3 separate regions of the Mus musculus genome follow, and regions 1 and 2 are each linked to region 3. A link is a contact called in public Hi-C data. All regions are on one chromosome and are shown on one strand. The core of a region is the stretch at or near the end of the contact, and the rest is flanking DNA. Distances in the headings are between cores, read along the strand shown. Region 1 has its middle 31 kb from the start of Gm39682. Region 2 has its middle 22 kb from the start of Abl2. Region 3 holds the start of Soat1 (sterol O-acyltransferase 1).

The links. Hi-C and Micro-C count contacts between places; a contact is called where the count stands out from the background.
Region 1: a Hi-C map of embryonic fibroblasts shows a contact between it and region 3, with 2.1 times the contacts expected there. The contact joins the enhancer-like site here to the promoter of Soat1 in region 3. A contact is called at or near these places in 4 of 39 promoter capture datasets (3T3-L1-derived adipocytes, the HPC-7 cell line, macrophages and 1 more), 6 of 484 Hi-C or Micro-C datasets (CD4 T cells, CD8 T cells, the HPC-7 cell line and 3 more), 4 of 115 datasets of contacts at active chromatin or transcription factors (embryonic hindbrain, embryonic stem cells, extraembryonic endoderm stem cells and 1 more) and 3 of 9 other capture datasets (adipose tissue, liver and pancreatic islet).
Region 2: a Hi-C map of conventional type 1 dendritic cells shows a contact between it and region 3, with 1.6 times the contacts expected there. The contact joins the enhancer-like site here to the promoter of Soat1 in region 3. A contact is called at or near these places in 7 of 39 promoter capture datasets (the 3T3-L1 cell line, 3T3-L1-derived adipocytes, the HPC-7 cell line and 3 more), 17 of 484 Hi-C or Micro-C datasets (CD4 T cells, the G1E-ER4 cell line, Th1 cells and 10 more), 9 of 115 datasets of contacts at active chromatin or transcription factors (the HPC-7 cell line, bone marrow-derived dendritic cells, bone marrow-derived macrophages and 6 more) and 3 of 9 other capture datasets (adipose tissue, liver and pancreatic islet).

The regions. Positions count from the first base shown.
Region 1 is chr1:156,505,534-156,509,250 of GRCm38.p6, forward strand. No RefSeq gene overlaps it. Among named protein-coding and RNA genes, the nearest start is that of Gm39682, 31 kb to the left of the region's middle. Within about 2 kb of position 2,423, at least 31 of the 459 cell types and tissues checked have an H3K27ac peak or open chromatin away from gene starts, as enhancers often do. A contact at or near this core is called in embryonic fibroblasts and pancreatic cancer cells, where this site is marked.
Region 2 is chr1:156,535,291-156,538,798 of GRCm38.p6, forward strand. It overlaps the pseudogene Gm17975. Among named protein-coding and RNA genes, the nearest start is that of Abl2, 22 kb to the right of the region's middle. Within about 2 kb of position 1,926, at least 17 of the 459 cell types and tissues checked have an H3K27ac peak or open chromatin away from gene starts, as enhancers often do. A contact at or near this core is called in bone marrow-derived dendritic cells, conventional type 1 dendritic cells and regulatory T cells, where this site is marked.
Region 3 is chr1:156,472,423-156,476,499 of GRCm38.p6, forward strand. Soat1 (sterol O-acyltransferase 1) reads right to left here and starts at 1,906. Exons shown (of 16, transcript NM_009230.3): 1 at 1,726-1,906.

The DNA.
Region 1 (3,717 bases), core at 1,173-3,672, 34 kb after region 3:
TTTATAGCCCTCCATAGGTGGCATTTTCAGATGCTAAGAAGACAACAACTCCCACTGCAAACTTAAACTTCAAATCCTCTTTTTGTCATGAGGGAATTGGCTCCTGAGAACCACAGTGACAGCTGGCCAGGCAAGGTGTGCCCACTTGTGCAACAATGGCATAAATACCGTGTGTCTATAACGTTGATAGCATAGTCGGTTTTTTAGGTTAAAAAAGTTTTAATTGTGTATATGACGGTAGCCTGCTGTGTGAGTATGTACCTGTTAGATGTGTATGAAGGCCGGAGATGTCAGATTCTGTGGAGTTGAAGTGACAGGCAGTTGTGAGCTGCCTGACCTGGGTTCTGGGAAGCGAACTTGGGTCTGCAAGAGGAGTGGTGACTTTTAACCACTGAGCCACCTGTCAAGTCCCAGACTGTGATTTTTTTAAATGAAAAAGTAATTTTTATCAATATGTTTAGGACCTAAACCTATAACACTAGTTATAAAGGCACCCCCAGACACCTTAGGGAACGTCAATAAGGATTAGGTTACCATGCCAAAGTTCCAGGTCATTAAACTGAAACTAAGCTATCTAACAATCCAGTAAATCAATAAAGAGAGAATTGTCAGCCAAATTCCCAGAACAGACTGGTTTAACAGGGCAAGCAGCTGCAGGTGAATTCAGCCATACAGTGACTGCTTCCCATGAAGGGGACCCTGGGTTCCATCCCCAGCACCAAAACCAAAATGAACAAAATCAGCCGATACACTACAAAAAAATTAACTGGCATGCTTATGAGGTTGCTTCTGGCCTTAATTCTTACATATACACAAGAAAAGAAACCTGACATTGAGTAGTTATTTCTTTCCATTGTTCTCCTCCATGTCTGCCTTACAAAACTAACAACTTTGTTTCTTTACTGTTTTCTGTGACATGATCTCACTGTGTAGCCTAAGCTAGCCTGACCTCCTGGTCCTCCACCACACAATTACTGGGATTATAGAGAATACTACTTTCTTATTTAAGGTTTCTATTGCTGTGAAGAGACCACAGCAGTTCTTACAGGAAGACATTTAATGAGGGCTGGCTTACAGTTCAGAGGTTTATTATTGTCACGGGGAAGGAAGCATGGTGGCATGCAGGCAGACATTGCATGATGCTGGAGGGTTCTACATCTGGATCCGAAGACAGCAGGAAGAAAGTGGGACACTGGCTTGTCTCAAGCACGGGAAACCTCATAGCCCACCCCCAGTGACACACTTCCTCCAACAAGGGCACACCTACTCCAACAAGACCTCACCTCTAATAATGTCACTTCTTATGAGTCTATGGGGGCCATTTTCATTCAAACCACCACAGCTATCCTGCCTGGCAGAATGGTAACTTTAAAATGGCTGAACTTCTTTTTTGTTTTGTTTTGTTTTGTTTGTTCATTTCTCTTTTACGATTCATTATTGTTTGAGATTGTTTGATTTTTAAGTTTTATTATTTAAGTATGTGTATGTATGTGTGTCTGTGCCCGAGGAGATCAGACAAGCACTGGCTCCCTGAAGCTAGAGTTCCAGGCATTTGTGAGTTGCCTGATGTGGGTGTTGGGAATCAAACCCGAGTCCTCTTACAGAGGAATACGTTCCTTAACCATCAAGCCATTCCTCCAGCCCTTGTTTGCCTTTGAGACTGGTTCTCTCATAGACCAAGCTGATCATAAATTCACTATTGCTGCTGAGAATCACCTTGTACCGCCGATCCTTCTTCCTCCACCTCCTAAGTATTGGAATTACAGATGTGTGCTGCCGGGCCTGTTTTATGTGGTGGTGGGGATCAAGGCAAGGTCTTCATGACTGCTGGGAAAGCACCCCCTAACTGAACTGTAGAACCAGCACCCTGATTTTACTCTTTATTCTGAGGCAGGACCTCACTAGCATACCCTGGGTGCACTCTTCCTTCAGAACAACTTTGAGCTTGGAATCCCTCAGCCAACCTCCCACAGCTGGATTGCAGCCTTGCGTGACATAGACCTGGCTTTCTCCTGTCTTTAGGTTTGGACTTGGGCTAGCCTCATCCTGTCGGTTCTCCTGCTTATCAGGCTGTTAGACTCAAAATATAATTATGTCATCAGCTCTTCCAGGCCTCCAGGGCTGTCACATGAAGACCAATGGTGATTGTGTTTGGGACTTAAATTTCTTCTCTCAGCAACTTATTGTGAGAGAGGTGAACCTGGTCTGGTTTAATTTAAGCTCAGTTTGATTCAAGCAGATTAAAGAGGACGAGGAAAACACAGACATCATGGATATTACCGGTGTTGTGTGACAAAACGTTTCCTGGGGAGAAATAACACATGGGTTTATTCACCCCAGATAGATATCCCACCACAAACCAAAGTATGCATACCATCTGACTTGGTGACCAATGAGTTTTATTAGGATTACTTACAGGAATATGAGTGAGGGATTACTCACAGGAGTGGAAATGACTCAAAGAAAACTGCATCATCAAGGCCCACCCCAGCATGGTGACAACTCACAAAATCTGAACTCTGCTGCTTTCTGCTTCTTTCAGTGGCTGGTCAAGTATCAGAGCCTTCTTTGAAGCTTGTCTTGTATGAGAGTCCTCTCTGAAGCTCAACTCCTTCTGAGAGAGGCTCTCAGCTTTGATTGCTTACTCTGGCAGGGAGGGACCAAGTGAATCTGTTAAGTTTCAGGGACTTCCTGAAGCCATTTTGAATTGTCTACCTTCCTGCTTAAAGAGGTCCCCTGTGGGATGGACTGTTTCAATCTTGGGAAAAGCTGTTACAGAACATTGGAATAGGTAACTCTCACTACTTCCACACCCCAAACACTGAAAGATAAGACAGAAAAGGCTTTCAGTAACAGAATCAATAAAATCTTTAAGTAATCCAAGTGATATTTCCATGTACCAATTATACTGAAGAAACTGTCCTCTCTAAAACATTAAGACTAAAAAGAGAAGGCAGTGACGAAGCAAAGAAGGGAGGTGATCCCCAGGCAATGAGGGTGCTTTTCTTAATCCCAGCACTGGAGAGGCAGAAGCAGGTGGATTTTTGAGTTCAAGGCCAACCTGGTCTGCAGAGTGAGTTCCAGGACAGCCAGGGTTCTATAGAGAGACTCTGTCTCTAAAAGAAAAGAAAAAGAAAAAAGAAAAGAATGGAGCTGTCTCAAGGGTGACATATAGACATAGTTGGCAAATTTGGCAAATAAGAATCCAATACACTCAGTATTTGATCTAACAACCCTGGCTTTAGAAAAGTTTGAGAATAGTTACTGGACCAGAAATGAAATAACTTCTACAAGTGCCTAATTTTTCAAGAGGATTGTCTTTTTTCTTTTTCCTTCCTTCCTTTCTTCCTTTCTTCCTTCCTTCCTTCCTTCCTTCCTTTCTTTCTTTCTTTCTTTCTTTCTTTTTTTTTTTTTTTTTTGTGTGTGTGTTTTTTGTGTTTTTTGAGACAGGATTTCTCTGTGTAGCCCTAGCTGTCCTGGAACTCACTCTGTAGACCAGGCTGGCCTTGAACTCAGAAATCTGCCTGCCTCTGCCTCCTGAGTGCTGGGATTAAAGGCGTATGCCACCAACGCCCGGCTTTTTCACTTTTTTTTCTTTCGATTTTTTTCTTTTTCTTTTTGAGATGATTGTCTAATGGGCATAAATCTGGGCTGGGATGTAGCCCAGGTGCAGAAGCTGGGCTCACCATGCTTACACCATAGATTTGATCTCCAGCT
Region 2 (3,508 bases), core at 676-3,175, 63 kb after region 3:
TCGGATGAGGCTCCACCCTTTCCCATCATCGACATCACAATGCTGTCCTGTGCAGAGGATGAGAGACTCCCGGCAGAAACTGGGCATCTGTGAGAAGCTCCAGAGCACAGTGGCCAGGTTCCTATTGTCCAAGCATCAAGTTCATGAACACCAAGCTGCAGAACTAGGAACGTGAGATCGAGGGCTGTGTAGGGCCAAGTTCAAGGTCCCTGGCTGTCAGAAGACCCACATCTCAAACAAGCAGGGCTTCTTGTTTTGAAAACATGAGAAGCGCTCATTTCTGACGGCTGTGGGATTAACTATGTCTCTGCGTGTGGTCCTCTGGACAAGTAGTAGGCCTTGAACTTGTGAGGGCTTCCTCCGTGCTCAGAAATCATGCCCTACCAGTAATGTTCACTGACAACTCTCACATCCAGCCTCCAAACAAAACACCCAATACAATATGATCGACATCTATAGTATGTATACCATCCAGGACCATATATACGTGTTTTGGGGTTTTTTTGGGGGGGGGGCGGGTTGAGACAGGGTTTCTCTGTATAGCCCTGGCTGTCCTGGAACTCACTCTGTAGACCAGGCTGGCCTCAAACTCAGAAATCTGCCTGCCTCTGCCTCTCAAGTGCTGGAATTAAAGGCGTATGCCACCACTGCCCGGCTTATACGTGTATTAATATACGAAATTGTCGAGTATTTTAAAAGTAATTTTTTAAATCTAAAAAGAAAAGAATAGTAACAAGGAAGAAGTGGGGGGGTGCAGAAGAGAAGAGTGAGGAGAAAGCATGACTATTTAAACCTCTACACAGAGCAGGCAAGTCAACTCAGCGGTTGAAGGTGCCTGCAGCCATGCTCATGGCCAGAATTCAATCTGCAGGACCCAGGACTGGAAGAAGAGAACTAATTTCTGGAAATTGTTCTCTGACCTCCACAAGTGCCGTACATAGCACGTCTACACAAATACTCACAAAAATAAATAAAATAAAACAGCAACATCAGAGCTGGGGTAGGACTTAGCGGTAGAACCCTTGCCTTGCTTGTAAAGGCCCTCAGTTTTATTCCAGGTACCACAAAAATAAGTAAAAATAAAAACAAAACAAAAAACCCAAAAGCTACATTAAGAGCTTGCTGGCGCTTGCAAGATCACACAGAAGAGTGTGACAAACACTTGCACTATAGCAGTTCTCATAAAAACAGATTTCCTTGACCAGTGGCAGCGCAGGCCTTTAATCCCAGTACTCAGGAGGCAGAGGCAGACGCTTTCTGAGTTCGAGGCCAGACTGGTCTACAGAGTGAGTTCTAGGACAGCCAGGGCTACACAGAGAAATCCTGTCTTGAAAAACCAAAACCAAACCAAAATAAAACAAAACAAAAAAATCTCCAAACCAAACCAAACAAACAAAAATCCCATGGTGCTGCTATTTATTGACTGAGTATTTTGGCTGCCTTGAGTTTCCTGTCTGAGAACTGGGATAATAATAGCACATGGGTTTATTATTAGGTTTTAAAAAGACGTGTATAAATGCTTAGTATCTGAAGCACAGTGACCAGCACCCAGTAAGTAACTATTATTATTTTAAAGGGTACAGATGTGAGGGGAAATGCTATCGCCCAAACCTATTCCTCAAATCCCATTCATCAGAGCTTCTCTTTAGCAACCTCCATCCTGTCTGGATGTCTTTTCACCCCTTGCACCACTAGTGAACACCCTGTCTTAGTTAGGGTTTTATTGATGTGAAGAGACACCATGACCATGGCAACCCTTACAAAGAAAACCGCTTAACTGGGGCTGGCTTATAGATTAGTCCATTATTGTCAAGGCAGGAAGCATGGCCACATACAAACAGACATGGAGCTGGAGGAGGAGCTGAGAGTTCTACATCTGGCTCTGCAGGCAGTAAGAAAGAAGACTGAGACACTCGGCTTTGCTTGAGCTTCTGAAACCTCAAAGCCTACCTACTTCCTCCAGCCACCCCACAGCTACTCCAACATGGCCACACCTCTTAATAGTGCCAGTCCTATGAACCTCTAGGCCACCTTCATTCAAACTTCCACACAGCCCATATAAATTCCTTTTTTAAAAAGTATTTATCCCTGTGGCATACATGTATACACAGTACTCTGGTCATTTTCATCCCTCCATTACCCCTATTCCTCTCCCCTTTCTTGTGGCTTTCTATCTAGTCCTATCCCATGCTACTCTCTCTTATCTAAGTACAATCCAAGTCTCTACTCTCTACTTATCTAAGTACAATAAAGGAAAAATGATGTCAAATAATAAAAGATATTTATTTTTTTAGATAAGCCTTGAACTCATAGAGATCCCCCTGCTTCTGCCTGCCATTCACTGGGCTCAAAGGTGTGCACCACACACCCAGCAATGCAAAGATTCTTTTAAGAGGGCCCATAAGGCTGTGCGTGACAGCACAGTGCCTGTGGTCACAGAACTTGGGAAGCAGACTATGCTGGTTCCTTTTTGTCAGCTCGACACAAACCTAGCTATATCTGAGAAGACGGAATCGTGAATGAGAAAAACGCTCCATAAAATGGACCTAAGGCAAGCCCTGGGAGCCATTCATGGATTAATGATTGTTGTGGGTGGACTGAGGGCACCTCGGGCCACCAGTGCCAACCCTGGACAGATGGTTCTGCCTTGTATGAGAATGCAGGCTGAACAAACCTGGAGCAAGAAGTAAGCAATGTCCCCCTGCCCCCCTAGCTTCTGCTATGTCAGTTCCTACTTCCATGTTCCTGCTTTGAGTCCCCTCCCTGAGTTCCCTGTGTGCTCTGGTAGTTGTGAGAGGAGATAAACCTTTTTCTCCCCAAGCAGCTTTTGGTCACAGTATTGTATCACGGCGATAGGCACCCCATCTAAGACACAGAGAAAGGGGGACAGTGAATCTGAGAACAACCCGAGCCACAAAGCAAGACTTTGTCTCAAAAATAGAAAACAAACAAGCAAACCCAAAAACAAAATGAGGGCTTGGCAAGATAGCTCAGTGGGTAGAGGTGCTTGCTACCAGTCCTGGCAACGTGAGTTTGATCCCTGAAACATGATGGAGAGAGAGAGAAATGGCTTCTGCAAGCTATCTTCTCATCTTTGCTCAGACATTGTGGTACATGCCCGTGCACGCATACCTCTCCAAATAGAAACTAAATGTAAACTGTTCTTAAAAGCACTGACTCCCCAGTTTTCAGCCTTGTTTGTATATGTTAAATACCTAGAGGGTCATTTAAGATGTATTTACTTATTTAATGTCTGAGTGCTCTATCTGCATATACACCTACATGCCAGAAGAGGGCATCAGATCACATATTATACAGATGGTTATGAGCCACCATGCGGTTACTGGGATTTGAACTCAAGACCTCTGGAAGAGCAGCCAGTGCTCTTAACTGCTGAGCTATCTCTCCAGTCCCAGACATTTTCTCCTCCTCCTCCTCCTCCTCCTCCTCCTCCTCCTCCTCCTCCTCCTCCTCCTCCTCCTCCTCCTCCTCCTCCTCCTCCTCCTCC
Region 3 (4,077 bases), core at 656-3,155:
TTTGGGGGGGGGGTGGGAGAGGCTTTTGTAGGTTTTTTGGTTGGTTGGTTGGTTGGTTGGTTTGGTTTTTCAAGACAAGGTTTCTTCTCTGTATAGCCTGGCTGTCCTTGAACTCACCTGGCAACCCTACAACTTTTTCAAGAAGCTAACAGAACAGGGTCAATTAACAAGACTAAAGAATATGAGTACTTGAGCAAATTTTATATACATCTGAGTTTACTTTACTTACAAATGACTAAATATAACTAGTTATCCAACACGGCGGGGGGGGGACGGACACAATTCTAAGAGTCCTGTCTGACAAATGAAACTTCCATAGGAAACAGGCACTCACTCCTATGTTAAGGCCTAAAGTTAATGTTTTTTCTCAAAGTTCCTTTTTTGACACCCCCCCCACACTCTTATTTAGTTCTATTCCTGCAAGATACTGAGAAGACACAGAAAAGATAGACTAACCTCGTGAAATTCACTATAAAACAAAGCATCTATTTACTACAGATGATTCCTGCTGGTAAGGAGACTTCAGAATGCTAACAGGCTCAGACTGACCAGTGGCTCCCACCGGGAAGTGATCTTTGATTTGAGGAATGCTTAGGGGGCGGCGGAAGAAGGGGAATAAGGCCCCCGGGGAAAATGGTCCAGGAGATAAGAAGCAGCTTTCCAGGCACAAGGAAGGAGAGCTAGAGCCTGAAGAACCCGCCCAGCCTTTAAGATAGCAGGAGCTCAGGCGCCTAGAGCTGGGTCTGAGTCCTGAAAGAACGTGAAACCCCTGACCAGTTCCAAGCACGTGACAAGCTAAGCCGTGTGCTTCTCCACGTTTCCTCTCCTTACTCTTCACAGCATCAGAGCTCTTCGCAAGCCCCACTCCTGTGCCGCCTGAGCTGGCTTTTCAAAAAACCAAGTCATTTATATTTCCCAGTTGAAAGCAAACAAAAGAAAAAGAAGTATTCAAGTTGGATTCTGCATTCTTGAAGAAGGCAAGAAGTTTGGGGGGGCGGGGGAGACACAGTGGCAACTACTTAAGTATTACAGTGACCAAGGAGTTTTATATAAAATGCAGAGACTGGAGCTTACAACAATGTCTCCTCCCAAAAAACCGCTGAATATATATATTGCTTAAGTTACGTGTCTATTAGCACTTAAGATCAAAGACAGACACTTAATCCCCCCCCACCCCCCCGCTACTTAAAAACAGAATATGAGCTTGAAACAGGTTTTTCCCTGGCCCATATAGAGTCTGGTGCCTGGTAGTGCCATCTTTCCCTTCATATATATATACATTTCCTCCGCCCACATCAAAAAAAAAAAAAAAAGAAAATAAGAAAAAAAAAGAAAGAAAGAAAGAAAGAAAGCTGATTTCCTGAGCGGTTTTTTTTTTTTTTTAATGTCGCTTTTCAAAGAGTGCAATGACTTCTAATTCTCAACTTTCTTCACTACTGACTGGCTTGAGAGACGCCACATGATTCGGAGGGGACATCAAACCATCACTAATAATGAAAAGGCTGCCAGTCATCGGATGCATTGGATGGCTGCGGGTAACTTTCCCGCTCTCCCCTCCAAACTCAGCGGGACCCTCCCCAGGCAGCAGACAGCGTCCGGGTGGGACAGTCCGGCCCAGGCCAGGCCCGCAGAGCCGGAGCGGCGCCGCCACCGCAGTCCCCTTCTTCTCGGGCTCAGGGTGGACCTGGTCAGGAAAGGAGGAGGGGAGCGGAAGCTTGAGGTTACCTGCGAGCGGAGGGCAGCTGCGGCGGTCTAGGCGGTAGGCTGGGCGGCCGCAGGACGGTCGGAGACTAGGATGTCCCTTCGCCGGCCCGCTACGCCGCCAGCCGGGCTACGGAGGAAGATAAAGCGCAGGCCCCCACCCCCGTTCTCCGCCCCAACCTCCCAGCCCGCGGCTGCGTCACGCGCATCGCCCCGAGCTCCGGGATGCCATTGGTGGTCCTGCGGCGTCCGGCAACGCCCACTGCCACGCCCCCTCCCATATCTAGGGTACCCACTGGGCTTCTCTAGCTACCTGGCTTTCTGGCTCCACCCCAACTCTCCTCCAGTGTGGCTACGAGGAGGCCAAGTCAACTTCCTTAGAGTTTGAAAAGGCAGCCTGCGAGATGGGACAAGGCGGAGTCTGATACTGACCGTTAAGGAATAAGACAGAAGCAGTGGCAAAAAAACCTGTCATAAGTTGCTTTGTGGTCTAAATTCTACTTGACTCAGTCTGTCCTTCAACAACACACAACTTAGATAAGACAGAAGTGAGTCACTTGAAATTATGGGACAATCAAGTAATTTAAAAAGCATCCTTGGGAACTAAATAATCAAAAAAAAAAAAAAAAGATACAGATAGATTTAGGACATAGGTAAAGAAAGCAGATTAGGCCTTGGATTTCTCAAAAGCAAAGATGTGAATGAATTTAGGGTAAAGGTGGGTAAAAGAGAAAATTAAACAGACTGGAGAGATACTGTCGGCCTGCAAAACAGTGTCAGCTAAACTGGCTTCGTTAATCTTTCAGTCAGTCCCTAATCTGTCCAGCTGACCATTCCTTTCCTAGTCAAATACCCTAAACAATGCCTGAGGCTTGCATGAATTGCCTGCTCTGGAGATCTTTCACAAAAGGAGTTCCCCTGTTAGCCCATAGCAGGCAACACTGCTCGCCTTAGAGCAGCTGGGCTCTGCACAGGTGTGCCCAGTTTTTGCCCTCTCTGGGACAACTGTGTTTAATGGTTCTGTCAACAGTTTGGTGATAGCATTTGGAAGCACTCAACTGCCTTTGCTTCCACCTCCTCCTATCCCACCAGTTAGAACATTTGGGACTAAAAATTCACTTCTATTGGGACTCTTGGTAGAGACACTTGCCTATTCACTGTTCCATTTAGTCAGTTAAAAATAAAAATACAGAGCTGGTATACAGCTCCTGAGCTTGGTGATGCACATATTTAATCCCAGCAGCTGGGAGGCAGAGGCAGGTGGATCTCTGTGATTTGGAAGCCAGCCTGGTCCACATAGTGAGTTCCAAGACAGCCAGGGCTTTGCAAAGAGACCCTGTAGGTAAATAGGTAGGTAGGTAGGTAGGTAGGTAGGTAGGTAGGGTAGATAGAAAGGAAGAAAGAAAGAAAGAAAGAAAGAAAGAAAGAAAGAAAGAAAGAAAGAAAGAAAGAAAGAAAGAAAGAAAGGAAGGAAGGAAGGAAGGAAGGAAGATAGAAAGAAGATGAAGTAGGAAGAACAGAAGTTCAATTTTGCAGGCCGACAGTGTCTCTCCAGTCCGTTTAGCTTTCTCTTTCACCCACCTTTACCCTAAATTCACTCATATCTTTGCTTTTGAGAAGTCCAAGGCCTAAACTGCTTTATCTATGTCCTAAATCAATCCAAATCATCTTTTGATTATTTAGTCCCAAGGACACTTTTTAAATGACTTGAATGTCCCGTTACTTCAAGGCACGAGTCAAGGCACAACCATGAATTAAAACAGAAGCAGCCACCGGGAGAAAAATAAGACAATTGCAAGTAGTGATAAGTGTTAGGAAAAAAATAGAGAGTGGTCAGGAAAAGATGCGAAAGAATGCCATGATTAATTTTAAAGGTTTCCCAGGTTGTCATAAAAGAACACAGAGAGTTGGATGACATGAATTGCATATGATTAACCACTTACGTTTTGTAAAGACAGAGGAAAGGCTGATTTTTCTGAGGTAGTCTGAACTAAGACCCAAATAAGGAAGAATTAGCAATCCCAGCCACAGGCAGGAAGAACAGTGAGTGGGATGAGCCTGGTCCTGAAGGGCTCTGGCTGCTCTGAGGCGCAGGAGGCTGGAGCACACTTGGGGGGAGGGTAGAGCACACAGAGGTTGGAGCCTTGAGCAGGAGCCCAATCCTGCTGTTTGGATTCTTTTTCATAAGTTCAAAGGGAAGAAGATAAAGGGTTCCTGGGGGAGGAAGGGAATTAAACCAAGGCCTCACTGTGAAGCCCTCTAACTCATTCATCCACCTGCCTCAGCTGGTATTGAAGGGAGTGGGGGTGGGGGTGGAGAAACACCACAGCCAACCTGGGCTTTGTTGTTTTTGTGTATGTGTTTTCTTGTTTGTTT